Regions from separate parts of the Mus musculus genome. Here all the other regions are linked to region 1. The links are chromatin contacts, called in public HiChIP or PLAC-seq maps. All regions are on one chromosome and are shown on one strand. The core of a region is the stretch at or near the end of the contact, and the rest is flanking DNA. Distances in the headings are between cores, read along the strand shown. Region 1 overlaps Elovl5 (ELOVL family member 5, elongation of long chain fatty acids (yeast)). Region 2 overlaps Gm34654 (a long non-coding RNA gene). Region 3 overlaps Gm39375 (a long non-coding RNA gene).

Evidence for each region. HiChIP or PLAC-seq counts read pairs in DNA pulled down with a chosen protein or histone mark.
Region 2: an HNF4G HiChIP or PLAC-seq map of pancreatic cancer cells shows a contact between it and region 1. The contact joins two enhancer-like sites. A contact is called at or near these places in 1 of 15 datasets of contacts at CTCF or cohesin (large pre-B cells), 1 of 484 Hi-C or Micro-C datasets (bone marrow-derived macrophages), 15 of 115 datasets of contacts at active chromatin or transcription factors (the 230-238 cell line, CD8 T cells, the HPC-7 cell line and 8 more) and 4 of 9 other capture datasets (adipose tissue, embryonic stem cells, liver and 1 more).
Region 3: an HNF4G HiChIP or PLAC-seq map of pancreatic cancer cells shows a contact between it and region 1. The contact joins two enhancer-like sites. A contact is called at or near these places in 4 of 39 promoter capture datasets (the HPC-7 cell line, hippocampal neurons and liver), 2 of 15 datasets of contacts at CTCF or cohesin (CD8 T cells and large pre-B cells), 10 of 484 Hi-C or Micro-C datasets (the 63-12 cell line, CD8 T cells, the CH12 cell line and 6 more), 8 of 115 datasets of contacts at active chromatin or transcription factors (CD8 T cells, differentiating embryonic stem cells, embryonic fibroblasts and 4 more) and 3 of 9 other capture datasets (adipose tissue, embryonic stem cells and liver).

Annotation. Positions count from the first base shown.
Region 1 is chr9:77,933,314-77,937,964 of GRCm38.p6, forward strand. All of the region lies in intron 1 of Elovl5 (ELOVL family member 5, elongation of long chain fatty acids (yeast)), which reads left to right. Among named protein-coding and RNA genes, the nearest start is that of Elovl5, 18 kb to the left of the region's middle. Within about 2 kb of position 2,723, at least 55 of the 459 cell types and tissues checked have an H3K27ac peak or open chromatin away from gene starts, as enhancers often do. A contact at or near this core is called in the HPC-7 cell line, adipose tissue, bone marrow-derived macrophages and 4 more, where this site is marked.
Region 2 is chr9:77,823,813-77,828,463 of GRCm38.p6, forward strand. All of the region lies in intron 1 of Gm34654 (a long non-coding RNA gene), which reads right to left. Among named protein-coding and RNA genes, the nearest start is that of Gm34654, 26 kb to the right of the region's middle. Within about 2 kb of position 2,004, at least 162 of the 459 cell types and tissues checked have an H3K27ac peak or open chromatin away from gene starts, as enhancers often do. A contact at or near this core is called in the HPC-7 cell line, adipose tissue, bone marrow-derived macrophages and 1 more, where this site is marked.
Region 3 is chr9:78,020,683-78,025,333 of GRCm38.p6, forward strand. It overlaps Gm39375 (a long non-coding RNA gene), which reads left to right. Exons shown (of 4, transcript XR_870937.1): 4 at 1-21. Among named protein-coding and RNA genes, the nearest start is that of Gm23609, 8.9 kb to the left of the region's middle. Within about 2 kb of position 2,084, at least 175 of the 459 cell types and tissues checked have an H3K27ac peak or open chromatin away from gene starts, as enhancers often do. A contact at or near this core is called in adipose tissue, bone marrow-derived macrophages, hepatocytes and 3 more, where this site is marked.

The sequences.
Region 1 (4,651 bases), core at 1,473-3,972:
TTCTGAGGCTGTGCACTAGTGCAGACCTTCTGAGCTCTTACTCATAGCACAGGGGATGTGTGTGCCCAGCACAGCAGGGCGTGTGTGCACGTGGATGCACAGTGTTTCGCTCTCATGACACTGCAAAGGAATACATTCCCAAGCCAGGAGCGCGTGCCCGGGGAGATGAAAAGGTCACTTGCAAATTCTTATTTTGGGGAAAAGATGCCACGTGCTCTGCCTTGCCTTTCTATTCACTCCTGCTTTCTCCCTTCTACCCCTCCCTCCTCTCCCCTCCTCTCCCTTCCTTGTCCCCATTTCTAGTCCTTCTCTCCTCTCCCCTACATCCCCCCTCTTTTGTCTCCCTATATATGTATGTGTGTATATGTCTATATCTATATATATGTATATGTATGTGTGTATATATCTATATCTATACATATGTATATGTATAGATATTTGTATATATGTATATGTATGTGTGTATATATCTATACATATGTATATGTATGTGTATATATATATGTATATATACATATATATTAATAAAGCATCTTCTTTCTTTTTTGTTTTTCCAAGACAGGGTTTCTCTGTGTAGCCCTAGCCATTTGTAGACCAGGCTGGTCTCAAACTCAGAGACCCACCTGCCTCTGCCCCCTTAGTGCTGGGATTAATGGTGTGCACGACCATACCTGGCAATAAAGCGTGTTCTTAAGTGTGTGTTGCTGTACTGTGCTCTTCCTCACTGTCCTTTGAATGTGCTCTTTGTGCAGCAAGAGCACATTAGCTCATGCGACTTAGCTCAGGGAACCGTCCGAGAGTGTCCTAACGCACCGGAGCTCCCACCAGAGCTAGTGGTGTTTTGACGAAAAAGAACTTTGAGATTTTGTGCCCACATAGTCATGTGAAAACCAGCTTGATATTGTTAAGTTGATCCTGTTGGATTTTCCTCAGTTCTGTCTATGTGGCTCGAGCCAGCAGGGAAGTGGTAATGTGACTCTCTCACAAGTACCTTTAATTATAACATATTTAACTTCTATTATTGCTAGCTTTACTTTCAAAATGATCAGTTCAGTAAATTTAAAAGTATTTGAGTGTTCAGTTTTTAATGTGTACTTTTAACTACTGAATACAGGTGTTAAAGAAATTATTCTTGGGGCTTAAAAGATGGCTGAGCAGTTATGATCACACGCTGTTCCTGCAGGGTACTAGAGTTAGTTCCCAGTACCTATGTCAGGCAGCTCACAACCACGTCAAGGGCAGCCTAAGAGAACCCTGATCTGGAGGCTGGAGAGATGGATGGCTCAACTGTTAAAAGCACTGGCTGTTCTTTCAGAGGACCTGGGTTCAATTCCCAGCACCCACATGGCAGCTCACAACAGACGAAAATTATAGTTCCAGGGGATCTGGCATCCTCACACAGACAGACATATATGCAGACAAAACACCAATGCACATTAAAAAACCAAAACAACAACAAATCCCAAACAACCTTGTTCTCTTTTTGATTTTCCTCTTTTGGGGGGAGGGGTGGTGGTGATGGATATTTAAGTTTAAAAACTAAATTTTCAATATCATTTGGAAATAAAACCTTGGGGGAAGGGATATCAGCATAGCTCCTAATACGACGATTGTCAGGCATTTTGTTTCATTTACATTTTCTTTTAAAAATTGCGCCTCACCTTTAGCTTATGCAGATTATATCTGTTATGTTTAACCTGCCAGGAGTTAATTTTAAATGACGTTAAAATTGGATTTTTAGATATTTTTCTCATCTGACACCATGAATAATGTCTTTCACGGAAAATGTGCTTTATAAAACAGCAGAAAACTAATGCACACAGAACGCTTGTTTTTTTGCCAGAGTCTTACACGCCTACCTCAGTGAAGGACGCCTGGACCCTCTCAGTTTGCTGCAGTCAGTAGACTTCGATCTTGCATGTGTAGTCTCTGATGAGAGGGAGATGGGAAAGTATCATGAAAACAGTTTTTCCTTGCTGGAAAGGGCCCAGAGCTGGGGTGATGACTGCATGCTGAGGACCCCTGTACCAAAGCTCCTCTGTATTGCTTTTTTTTTTTTTTTTTGTATACGTGCACCTTTATTCCGTATTGCATTGTCTTCAAACAATTTGATCATTTCTATTTTTAACATCTATTATATTTACATGGGTCTCTAATTTTATCTCTTGTTTATTTCTATCAGGTTTGGACACTAATTTTTTTTTTTTAATGATGCTAATTTCTACAATAGTTACTGCTACTTTCTTCACACCTTTGTGTGTGTCTTGGGGTGGATCTCTGTCAGTCTGAGGCCAACTAGGGTTAGAGAAACCCTGTTTAAAAAACAGAGAAAGAAAGAAAGAAAGAGAGAGAGAGAGAGAGAGAGAGAGAGAGAAACCAGAGAAAGATTAATGTCATTGTAGCAGTAAAGTTATTTTTAAGTACTCATTTTTATTTTTGAATTTATCCCTTCTCATGGAATATCTTTGCTTTGTGGTCCTTGGACCTTAAAGTTGGCTAAAACTCGCTTAAATTACATAATCTCATTTTTATTCAGGCTTATTTACTGTTGACGAAGGAGAGTGCCTTCGTTTTAATACTAAACTGCTGCTGGTATCCCCTTGATCTTGCTTTCTGTAACCATTTAACCCTTAACTCTCTGGAAGACAAGTCTTGCCAGTCTGCCTGGTTCTGCGCTGAGTCTGCTCCAGGGCAGTGAGCTACTGAGAGGCTCTGTTGGTTCTCTTTGCGCCGACTAGTCTAGTGTTTACCAGCTACGTACGTGTTCTCCCCAAGACCTGAAAGTGACTCATGTAATTGAGGAACTGAATGCATTGTTATTTTTACTTTGAATGATTTTTTTTTACTTTTGACACAGAGACCTGCCTGCCTTTGTTGTGTAACAGACTTTTCCTGGGGAAGATGTCTTTCCTCCTCCTCCTTCTCTTCCTCCTTCCTTTCTTCCCTCCCTCCATCTCTCCTCTCCCCCCCCCCCCCAACCCCACAAAATCTACTACTCAGCCTAGTTAGGGAGACCAGGACAGACCAAAGTACAGTTACTTCTAAAGTCCAACTTGGTGAACCAGTAAGTTTTACTGTGATAGGGGCAGTACAGCTAACAAACTGGAGCACACTGCGCAGCCTGTAGCTTAACCAGTAGAGTGTCCTTTCTAGGTGGCTGGGCTGATCTGAGCCCTTTCAGGCAGCTCACTTATCTCTGCCTATTCAAAGTGATTGGGCTTGTCTTAAAGTCCAATTGCTTCGTGGACAGAGAAGGATTTAATGAATCCTGTCAGTTTCAGGGACTTCCTGCAGATGGTTTTGAGTTATTTTCTGTCTTAAGCTTTCTTGTAGGAGGGAATGTTTCAATAGCAAGGAAAGTGCTATTATTTAACACTCCGGTCCTTAGGCATCCTCCCCCCCCTGCCCCCCAATACCCGCCAAGCCTGTTTTGTTGTGCTGGTTTTTTTCTTTTTAAATGAATTTTAGCAGCTAAAGAGTATTTGATTATTTCTTTTCTAAAGTTTTAATTAACAATTATTATACATATTTAGAGAGTATACTATAGACATTTGATACATGCATACATATATATTATGATCAAATAGCATTGAGATCCTTCAGACTCTTCTAGTTACTTTAAAATGTGGATAAACTATTGTAAATCACAGGCATTCTGCTATGCTACAGAACCCTGGAAGCTGTTCACCCCACCAGTGCTTTCATACCTAGTTTCTGATCTGTTTCTGTCCCCTCTCCATCCCCTTGCTGCTACCTGGAGGGCTTGGGTTGACCTGATGAGCGCACGTGTGCGCACGCACACACACACACACACACACACACACACACACACACACGTACACACACACACAGAGTCTGGGATCAGATGGGACAAGCATTCTGATGGAGACTGTCGGAAGTCCTGAAACTTAGCAGGTCGCTGGAGGAGAGTAGTCACAGGCTGCCGTCATCCCTGAGGCCTGTGGTTCATGCTCATGTCAATAGGGTATCCTTAGGAGTTCACCCCCGCCCCACCCTCTATCTTTCTACCTTTCTTTTTCTATGAAATCAACATTTAAACTCCCACGAGTGAAAACACTAAGTACCTGTCTTCTTGCCGTGCCTGACTTGAGTATGTGTCCTGACTTGTTTATATGTGCCTGACTTGTTTATGTGCCCCATTTCACTTGCTTCTCCATCTTGGCTCTTGCTTGTGCGCATGCCTGTGTTGCTGAGGGTGCAGCCTAAGCCATCTACACATAGAGCGTAAATGACCAGCTGAGTCCTAGGTCTTTGGCATCACTATCTCGACACCCTTGGAGATGCACTTAGGACGGGACCTGCTGGCTTCTGAGTGTGGATTTTTGAGGAACCCTTTCCTTGCAGTTTCCTGTCAGCGACAGCGTTATCTACACTCATAGCTGGGATGTTTTTGGCATTTGTTTTCCTGTCCCACCAGTGTTTGCTTTCATCTTTTTTTTATCATAGCATTATCATTGGCAGGTGGTGATTTCTCGGTCTCCTTGGTGACACCAAGTATTTTTCATGTACTTCTTTGCCACTTCCTTTTGAGAAATATCTGGTTGGATTGCTTGCCCACTTTTTGAAAAAAAGGATTAATAAAAATAAGGGCTGTTTCACAAATGCGTGTTGTCCTTGCACAGGGGCCTCG
Region 2 (4,651 bases), core at 754-3,253, 110 kb before region 1:
CTGAAAGCAGGCCAAGTCTTAACTCATGGTAAAAGGGAATACAGAATATAAAAATTGACAGCTGTAACTGAACTAAAAACTTCCTAGTCTGGCGATTTTCAATGTCTGTCTCAAAACCTGAGGTTGAGCAAGCACATAGCATGGCCACGTTCTCTGTTTGCATCCTCTCTCCTTGTGTGTCCACTTTACTACACAGGGACCCCCACTGAAGGAGAACATTGCAGACTCTCTTCATCATGTCCGATATGCTAAATGCTAAGTGCCAAGCAGTTGAGTTGTCTCACCTTGCTGAGGTCTGCTCCATTTTGAGTGAGCCACTCTTTAGCAAGGCCAGGTTAAACTTGACCCCAGACCACCCTAATCCAGAGGTCTGGGGAGTGAGGTAGTTGTGATTGTTAACCCTGTTGTTGCCATTTGTAACTGCTATGTAATTTTATATATAATAGACTGGTTTCTAAAGGAAGGCCTCAAGAGACCTTCGGATCCTAATTCATGAGTACTATGTCCCACTGAATAGTCACCGTGTTGGATGATGTGTGTGTGCTAAGCAAGGAGGTCTAATCATGGCTCTGGAGACCATGGAAGAAAGCTTCAAGAATTGGAAAATTCATGGCACATCCCATGTCACCTCAGAATCTAAAGCTGCACTCAGATCAGGTCAGAACGAGCTTCCCTCATGGACCAGAAAACCTGTGCACAAAGGTGTGTGTACAAAAAGAAGAGCTGTGTGGACATACAAAAATCTGAACTGAAATCTCATGCAAATGATATTTCTACACTTGCTGGCCTTTTCCCATATTTTCCTGCCTGAGAACGTCATCAAGTAGAAATAATAATAATTTTGTATAATAGCACACACATTTCTTTTCAAAATTGAACTGTTTCTAGTCTCTTAATTCTTCGTCTTCCTATAGCAAATAAGAATATCCTATTATAACCTGAACTATTAGTGATTCTTACTATATGTGGGATTCCCCTTCTTAATTGCACTTGAGGCCATGTAAGTCAATGAAGCCAGTGGGCACAGCAGTCTGAGCTAGCCAGTAAGCCCTACTTAAACAGACAGCACGTTTTTCTCAGCTTTCTTATGCTTCAGAGAGAGAGAGATCAAAAAATCTGGAAGTATTTTTAACCTATGGGCACTTTTTGAAAATTTTAATTTAATTAAACACTTTAATTAAAAAATAAAATAAAAATAAAAAATTTTAATTTAAAATAGATTTTTAAAATACAATATATTCTAACACAAATCCACACCCTTTCTTTCTCTGTCTTGTTAAACTACAAACAGACATCTAAAAATGTTATAATAATCATAATAAAATTAAATTAAATAAAACAAAAATGAACAAACTAGAATGAGATAGAACAAACAGAGGAAGAAAAAAAGGCAAAGGAAAAACTCAAGAAATGCGTGTAGTCATAGAGGCACACACATTTGCACACACAGAAATCCCACAAAAACACAAAACCAGAAACCATCCTGTAAATGCAAAGAGCCTGTCTGTAAAACAAAACAAACAACAACAATAACAACAAAAACCTGGCAAAGCATTAAGAGACTTTTAATGGCTGTTACCAGAGCTGGACTTCCTGTCCAGCAAGGAGACTAACTGGAAGTGTGGTTAGGAGAGGGTAGAATCATTACTCATCAGGAGAGAGCCGGTGCGGGAGTCTCAGGCCCTCAAGGCGGGCCCCACCCCCACCCCCAGCTGTGCACAGCCTCACAGCTGGAAAGTGCAGTTAGAGGATCCTGCTCCTCTGAGAACTGGCTGTTGGATCTTCCCTCTGTACAGACTGCTGGAGTCCTTTCAACATTTACTAGATGGTCTAACGGTCTACCACCCACAATAACTCTAAAATGTATATCTGAAAACCAACCACACGCTTTTACTGAAAGTTTCACATTGTTGGAAACAATCAAAACCATCTGTCTTACTAATAGATTGAAGTGACAGTGGCCAAGTTCCACCGAAGGCGGAGCCTAACAGTGCTAGGGCAGTCTATTAGCAAAGTGGTATTTGCATGCAAGGCTGAGGTAAGAGAAGAAGGAAGTCTCTAGGGGGATAACTTCCAGGTCAGAATACAAAATACTTTCCTGATTCATGATTTACATGAAATGATTTGAAAGGCATGAGTTGCTTCCCACCAAGTTGAAATTATGGTTGTCACAGAAACACTACGCTGTTAGATCTCACTACTAATAACACTGGAACATTTTGTTTTGAATATGTTTCTCTAGGGGAGAGGAAGTTCAGTTTAACACATGTATTCTTTGCTTTAGACAGAGTAAAAAAAAAATTGACATTCTTCCTCTGACTAAGCCGCTTGCTTTTGTTTCAAATCACAAACACATAAAAAACAAACAAACAAACAAACAAACAAACCCAAACAAACCAAAAACCCGATCAGTGAGAAACCGAGTCATAGGAAGTTAGTGGGAGTCTGAGCACACATCCCTAAGCTGTGGCCTGTCCCCCTCAGTTGTGACCTCTTACCAGCACATCCTTTGTAAGGAGACACTGGCATTCGGTGGAAACCAAAGCACCATCTCCTCTCGGTCTTTTTAGGGGCAGGCTTGTTGACACACATTCATAGCTGTGTGAGCCCTGGGGTGCTCTGGGGGAGGGGCAGGGCTGGGGAAACAGCTGCCCTGTTTATGAGACCTCAGAGTGGCCGGGTGACTGGGTAGCATAGAATCCCTATGGCCAATATTTTTAGATGGGCGTAGGAAATATCAAGAATACAAATTCAGGCAAAATAATAAATGATCTGAAGCAGGCTCAGACTCAGGAGAGCAGGAGCCAGGAGCAGTGAGGGGAATGGAGAAAGTCCAAGCAAGCAGGTGACAGACTTACAACAGGAAACCATGAGATTTCGGAAGGGTAATGCAGCCGCTAAATCTAAATAAATCGATTTTTACCTAAATGACTATTTTTGTGGTACTGTAAGTCAAACCTATAATGTATTTCTCTAAATACGTCTGGAGAACTCAAGGTAACATTAGGTTTTATAATGAACTTTATTAAACACAGCATCACAAGTATGGTATAAGAAAAACACTGATAAACTGGATTATTTTGATGGGTGGTGGTGATGGTGGTGGCAGTGTGTGTTTGTGTGTGACAAAAGCATGTGTGGAATCAGAAAACAACTTGTGGAATTTGGTTCTCACCTCCCATCTTCTCTAAGCAAGGTCTGTTTGTGCTGTTGTATGTTGTCCAAGCTAGTGTTCCTGCCACCCGTCTGGAGTGCTGGAACTGCAGAGATGTGTCATCGATTTGGCTGTTGTTGTTGTTACTATTGTTGTTATTTTACTGTGTGTGTGTTCGTGTGTGTGTGTGTGTGTGTGTGTGTGTGTGTGTGTGTGTGTGTCCTCACCCACATGTGGGTGTCAGAGCCAGCTTATGGACATCAGTTCAGTTCTCTCCTTCCTTCCACCATGAGGGTTCCTGTGATCAAACTCAATTCAGTGGGTTTGCCTGGAAATTGAGCCATTCGGTCAGCCCAATAAACTAGATTTAAATTTTTAAAAAAGCTCTACAAGGCTCTGGTATGTATACACACACACATACACACACACTAATAATAATAATAATAATAATAATAATAATAATAATAATAATAATTTCTTTTTAATCTTCAAAAATAAATCCAGTGCTCTACATGGCTGGTAGGTGGTGGGGTCAGTACATAAACACTTGCCCACCATAACGTCTAGAGTTTGGTCCCCAGAATGCACATAGAAACCAGGCTGGTATGATAGCCACCAGGATTCCAGAGTTCTGAAGACAAAGACAGGGTGTCCTGGGCCAGCTTGCCAACGAGCCAAACACATAGCTCTTGGTTCACTATTAAACCCTCCCTCTACAAAGTCAAGTGAAGAACAGTTAAGGAAGACATCCGCCTCTGGCCTTCATGCCCATGACCTCACATGTGATCACATACACACACACCCCACACATGCTGTGTACATATACACACACTAGGAAAAAAGTACTCTACAAGCAATACTGCAGGACCAAGGGCAGATCATGGCAAAATGGGTACCTAATGAAGTGTATACACAACATCTTACAAACTGTGCAGTTCAGTGTCGAAAGAAAACAATTCAACCAAACCCTGGTTGGCACAAGCAGGTGGATCTCTGTGACTTTGAGGCCATCCTAGTCTACAAAGCAAGTTCTGGGCCAGCCAAGGCTACATAAAGAAACCCTGTCTTGAAAACAATAATAATAATTCAATTAAAAGATGGGCAGAAGATTGAACAGAAGCCTCAGCAAAGCTGCACTGACTGAAGGGCTCTGGGCATCTTAGGCACTAGAGAGTTACTCATTAGAATAACAGGGAGACACCACTCACCTGTCAGAGCAGTTAAAAGCCAAAACATTAACAACAAGCAGCACCAACAACAATGGCGAACAAGAAGAGCTCTGACTCACTGTCTGTGGGAAAGCACAAAACCATACAGGTTCTCCAGAAAACATCTTGGAAGTTTCTTACAAAGCAAACTTAATCTCCCCATATGATTCAACAACCACACTTCTTAGTATTTACTCAAACGAACTGAAAACTTATGTCTGCCCCCTCAAAACTGTACAAAAGTATTTACAGCAGTTTTACTGACAAAACTTGGCAACCGTGGAGCTGT
Region 3 (4,651 bases), core at 834-3,333, 87 kb after region 1:
CCCCAAACGTAGCTCTTGTGCAGGCTTGAAAAACAAGCTTAAAATACTTCTGTGTCTTAATGTTTCCTTCTCTGGGAGCTCATAGCTCCTCTGCTGTTCCAGCCACAGGAAAGAAACCTTATTTAAAGTGTTCTATGCCAGGTTGGAGAGATAGTTCAGCATTTAAAAGCACTGACTGCTCTTGCAAGAAGACCCAGATTTGATTCCCAGAAGTCACATGGTGGCTCACAACTGTTTAAAACTTCAGTTCCAGAGAATTCAGTGACTCCTCGGACATATAAGTGGTACACAGACATACATGCAGGCAAAAACTCTTTATTATTTATTTTACAAATAAAATTAAAATAAACAAACTCTTCTACTCTGGCAAGATGAGGTCATTTGTCAGCAACTTAGGTCTGCGTAGACTCTTCTGCAGGCTGGGTCACCTTTTCCACAAGTCCTTCAGGCCTATCTCTCTCCCCATAGCTGCTCAGCTGCTGAAATCCACAGCCTTGTCTGGGGGCTTCTTTGGTCTCCAGGTCTAAGCCAGTGACCTCACATTTTCAGAGAGGAGCAGTCTGATCCTCGAGTGTGGCAGAAATCTCTCAGGCTTTTCTTGCCAAAGAGATAAGCTTGTGGTTTCTTCCTTATACAGGGAATTTCGTTCCGCCTCAGTGCAATTGCTCCCAGCTGCAGGCTCTGCCTTCTCTCCTGCTCTCCACACCCCAACCCGACCACCCCACAGCTCAGGCAAACAGTCCGAAGGAAGAAAAGCCTCCTCTGGCATCCCACTCCCCATGCGGGAATGAATGCCTCTGTTGGGCCAGTCAGTTACCATGACAGCAGGTTGTTGTAAGGTCAGGCTGACCCTCGTTCTTTGTCCTCTATATCACGGGTCTTGTTTTTCCACCTATTAAAACAGAACATGAGGCTCTTGCCACGTGTGGCTGACCAGCCTGGGATTTCCACCCTCCCGAACTATGTGTTAAATAAGCCTCTTGGCCCATAAACTCCAGAGTTTCTTGTATTCTATCCTAACGAGAATAACCAGTCACTTCCCTGTCAGCAGCCTCCATGGATCTTAGGTAACATCCAAACCTTTAGCAAGCTCTGGACTCTACCTTCCTGGCCTAGACCATCGGTGGCGGATGGATGCGCTTTCCATGAACACACACACTAGAACCTCCTTAGGTATTGTGAGCTGTGAAGACAGACCGTGAAGGAAAGTGGCTTGCTGGAGGTGGGGGTGCTTGGCTTCTGTGGTGGGGGAGTCTTCTCCCGCTGATATTTGGCTGAGACTCAAGCATGAAGGGAAAATTAAGAGCCAATCTCCCATGTTCCAGCTGCAGTGGCCTCTTTCTGTCTCTCAAACTCTTTGGCTTTGTGCTTCTGCCTCCTCGACCCTCCTGGCTGGCCCATTAAGATCCAGAGATATCATCTGTTACAGTGTCCGGAGGACCTGTGACAGCTCACTGAATCGACTTGCAGGCTGACTCTAAGTTATTTTGCTGTCTAAAGGTCTGGGGCTCCTGTCTGCCGACCACTCTCCTCCAGGGGTAGGCTCTAAGGCCTCAGTGGATGCTTGAAGCTGAGGTGGACACCAGACCCAGACAGAGGCACCGTGATGCTGTGGCGGTGCTGCCAGCTGACTGATGGGCACAGAGTGTACACAGCCGGGTGTACAGGAAGCAGGAGTGATTCATACCCCATGCAGGGCAGGGCAGGACACAGATTTCATCATACTGCTCAGAATAAAATGTAGTTTCCAGCACAGGCATCGGTTATGCTCAGAACTTTCCACTGAACAATTTCAGAGCATATTTAAGCAGGGAACTGAAACCACAGATAAGGTTGAGGACCGCTCTGATGTAATAAGGTTTACATTTGGCTAATGGGGTGGGGTGGGAGACAAAGTCCAGTCTGTAGGATCAAGAATGCTTTTATTTCTCTTTACAACTTTATGTTCGACCTGGTGTGATTAGCTTTTCTGCCCTAGGGCTGTTCTGAAAACTTCTGACAGCTCCTTGCCCCCTCTACCCCCACCACATCACTGGATATCCTGATGAGTCCCCAGTGTGCCAGATCAGAGATGGTCCAGGTCAGGGCATCTGGAAATGAAAGTGACCCTTTCAGGAGTTTACGCCAGCCAGCCATGGCTATGACATTCAAAGGATAGTTGACTTATTAACTTGGACCTTAGGTAATCTTTCTTTTTTTTTTAAGATTTATTTATTATTATATGTAAATACACTGTAGCTGTCTTCAGACACACCAGAAGAGGGAGTCAGATCTTGTTACGGATGGTTGTGAGCCACCATGTGGTTGCTGGGATTTGAACTCTGGACCTTCGGAAGACCAATCGGGTACTCTTACCCACTGAGCCATCTCTCCAGCCCTTAGCTAATCTTTCTATTACAGCTTCTCCTAATTGCCCAAACCATCACTCGCCAATGTTGTTCCCTCCCACGATAAATCACGTCCAGATTACCTGCTCAGTAAGGGTTTTCTGTTCTTTTCAACTTCCCCTCCTCATTCTAGGTTGCGGTTACACACCCTGGAACGTATGTGCACGTTAGGAGCCGATGTCCACCTTACCCCTTGAGGACTGTCACGGGTGTTTAGACCATCCAGAGCACCACTCACTGTTATCAAAACATTTTTTTAAAAATCCCATTAACATTAAAAACTTTTATTCATGTGTAGGTATACATATAAAGGTCAAAAGACAATTTGCACTAGTTGACTCCTTCCTTCCACGTGTAGGACTCGGGGAATCAAACTCAGAGTGGCAGCCTTGGTAGCAAGCACCGCTGTCAGCAAGCCATCTCACCATGTTTCCCACCGCGACAGGCTGTTTTTCATTCACAAGTTCTCTGTGTTAACATGTTTCCATTTACCAAGGCCATAGACATTAGCTGCACATGATTGGGAGATAATTGAAATGTGGTTCAGACAACTAATGAATGCATTGTTAGTGGGTTTTTTTTTTTTTTGAAAATTCTTCAGAAAAGACAGCAAATGAGATAATTTATTTGACTACAAGGGAGATCAGAAGCGGTAAGGCCACCATAGGTCTGGGGTAGAGGCTAACGGGGACTGTTTTGGTTGTGAGCAAGGTGGCCTCTTGGGGTGCTTTCTATGATAAGATGGTGGTCAGGTTCAGAGCCAGTGACGCAACTCACTAACTAATTTAAGACTCGGACCTGTGCCTCAGCCTCCGGCCCCCTCACCTCTGCTCCCGCAGCTTCTGTGGGTGCACAAGCTGTGTTACCCAGACCCCTGCCTCCTTTTTCTTCCTTGTCCTTCAGCCCACTCACTCACTCCCTCCTCTGCACTCTCAGGAGGCAGGAGTTTCAAACATGGTGACAAGGCCTGCAGGCAAAAGCATTGTGTTAGCGATTACACTACTCAGAAAGCTTGACTTGAGCTTATGATATTAAAAATCCATCTCAGCCGGGCGTGGTGGCACACGTCTTTAATCCCAGCACTTGGGAGGCAGAGGCAGGCGGATATCTGAGTTCAAGGCCAGCCTGGTCTACAGAGTGAGTTCCAGGACAGCCAGGGCTATACAGAGAAACCCTGTCTCAAAAAACCAAAAACCAAAAACCAAAACAAAAATCCATCTCATTTCTCTTGTATTAGTGAGGGTTTGTTTTTGGTTTTTGGTTTTTAGATAGAGTTTTGCTATGTAGTCCAGGCTGGCATCGAAACCACAATTCTTCTGCCTCCCCAGTGCTGAGATTACAGTCATGTGACACTGTGCCTGGCTTTAGGGACATCTTTTTTAAAAAAGCAAAGCAAAAATGTATGGGTTTCCTGATGACATCATTATGCACACCATGACATCATTATGCACATATGTCCTTACTTTGCTCTTAGTTGACTTACTATCTGCACCCCTTCAGCTTCCTTCTTTCTCCAAAATTGCCGTGTGTGTGTGTGTGTGTGTGTGTGTGTGTGTCCATTTTGTATGTGTGTTTGTGTAAGGGAAAGTGTGAATGTTTACATGAATGAATGTGTCATGTGTGTGGAAGTATGTGTGAGAGTGAACATGTCGTGTGTTTGTGCATGTGTGTGTGTATGTGCTTGCGTGTGTATGTGTGTATAAATCTAGATTCAGCATATGAGAGAAAGCATGTGAAACTCACCATTCTCTTCTCCCCTGGAAAAGGAACTTATATGACCTCAGAGAATGGAAAACTATTTGCCACAAGTAAAACGGCATTTAGTTTCATCTCTTTGTTTCTTTTTATGTGGGTGAGGAGGAGCCTTCTGACCTAGTCAGTGGCAGGTGAGGGCTCTGCCCCTCAGGCATACCTTATCATCATCTTTTAATCCTGGTTTAATACTGCCGTCTGCTGGAGGGTCCGGTGTACAGCAGGCAACTGTTAGTCTCCTGGACTGCATCAGGGTGGCTGAAGATGCAGTCTGGACCACTGTTACTTTAGTACAATAAGTCTCAGCTCTCTAGTCCATTTGCTCTTTAATGAAGTCATACAGAGGCCATAACTTAGCTAAAGAAGAGAAATTAGAAGAGAAGATGAAAAGGTGTGTGTGTGTGCACGTGTGTGTGTGTACGTCAAGGTTGGTGGTAGTTCTGAAGTACTAAGGCAGGACAGATGGGAATTACAGTGGCCTGGATGAGGGAAGAGCCGCTAATCTGATCTGG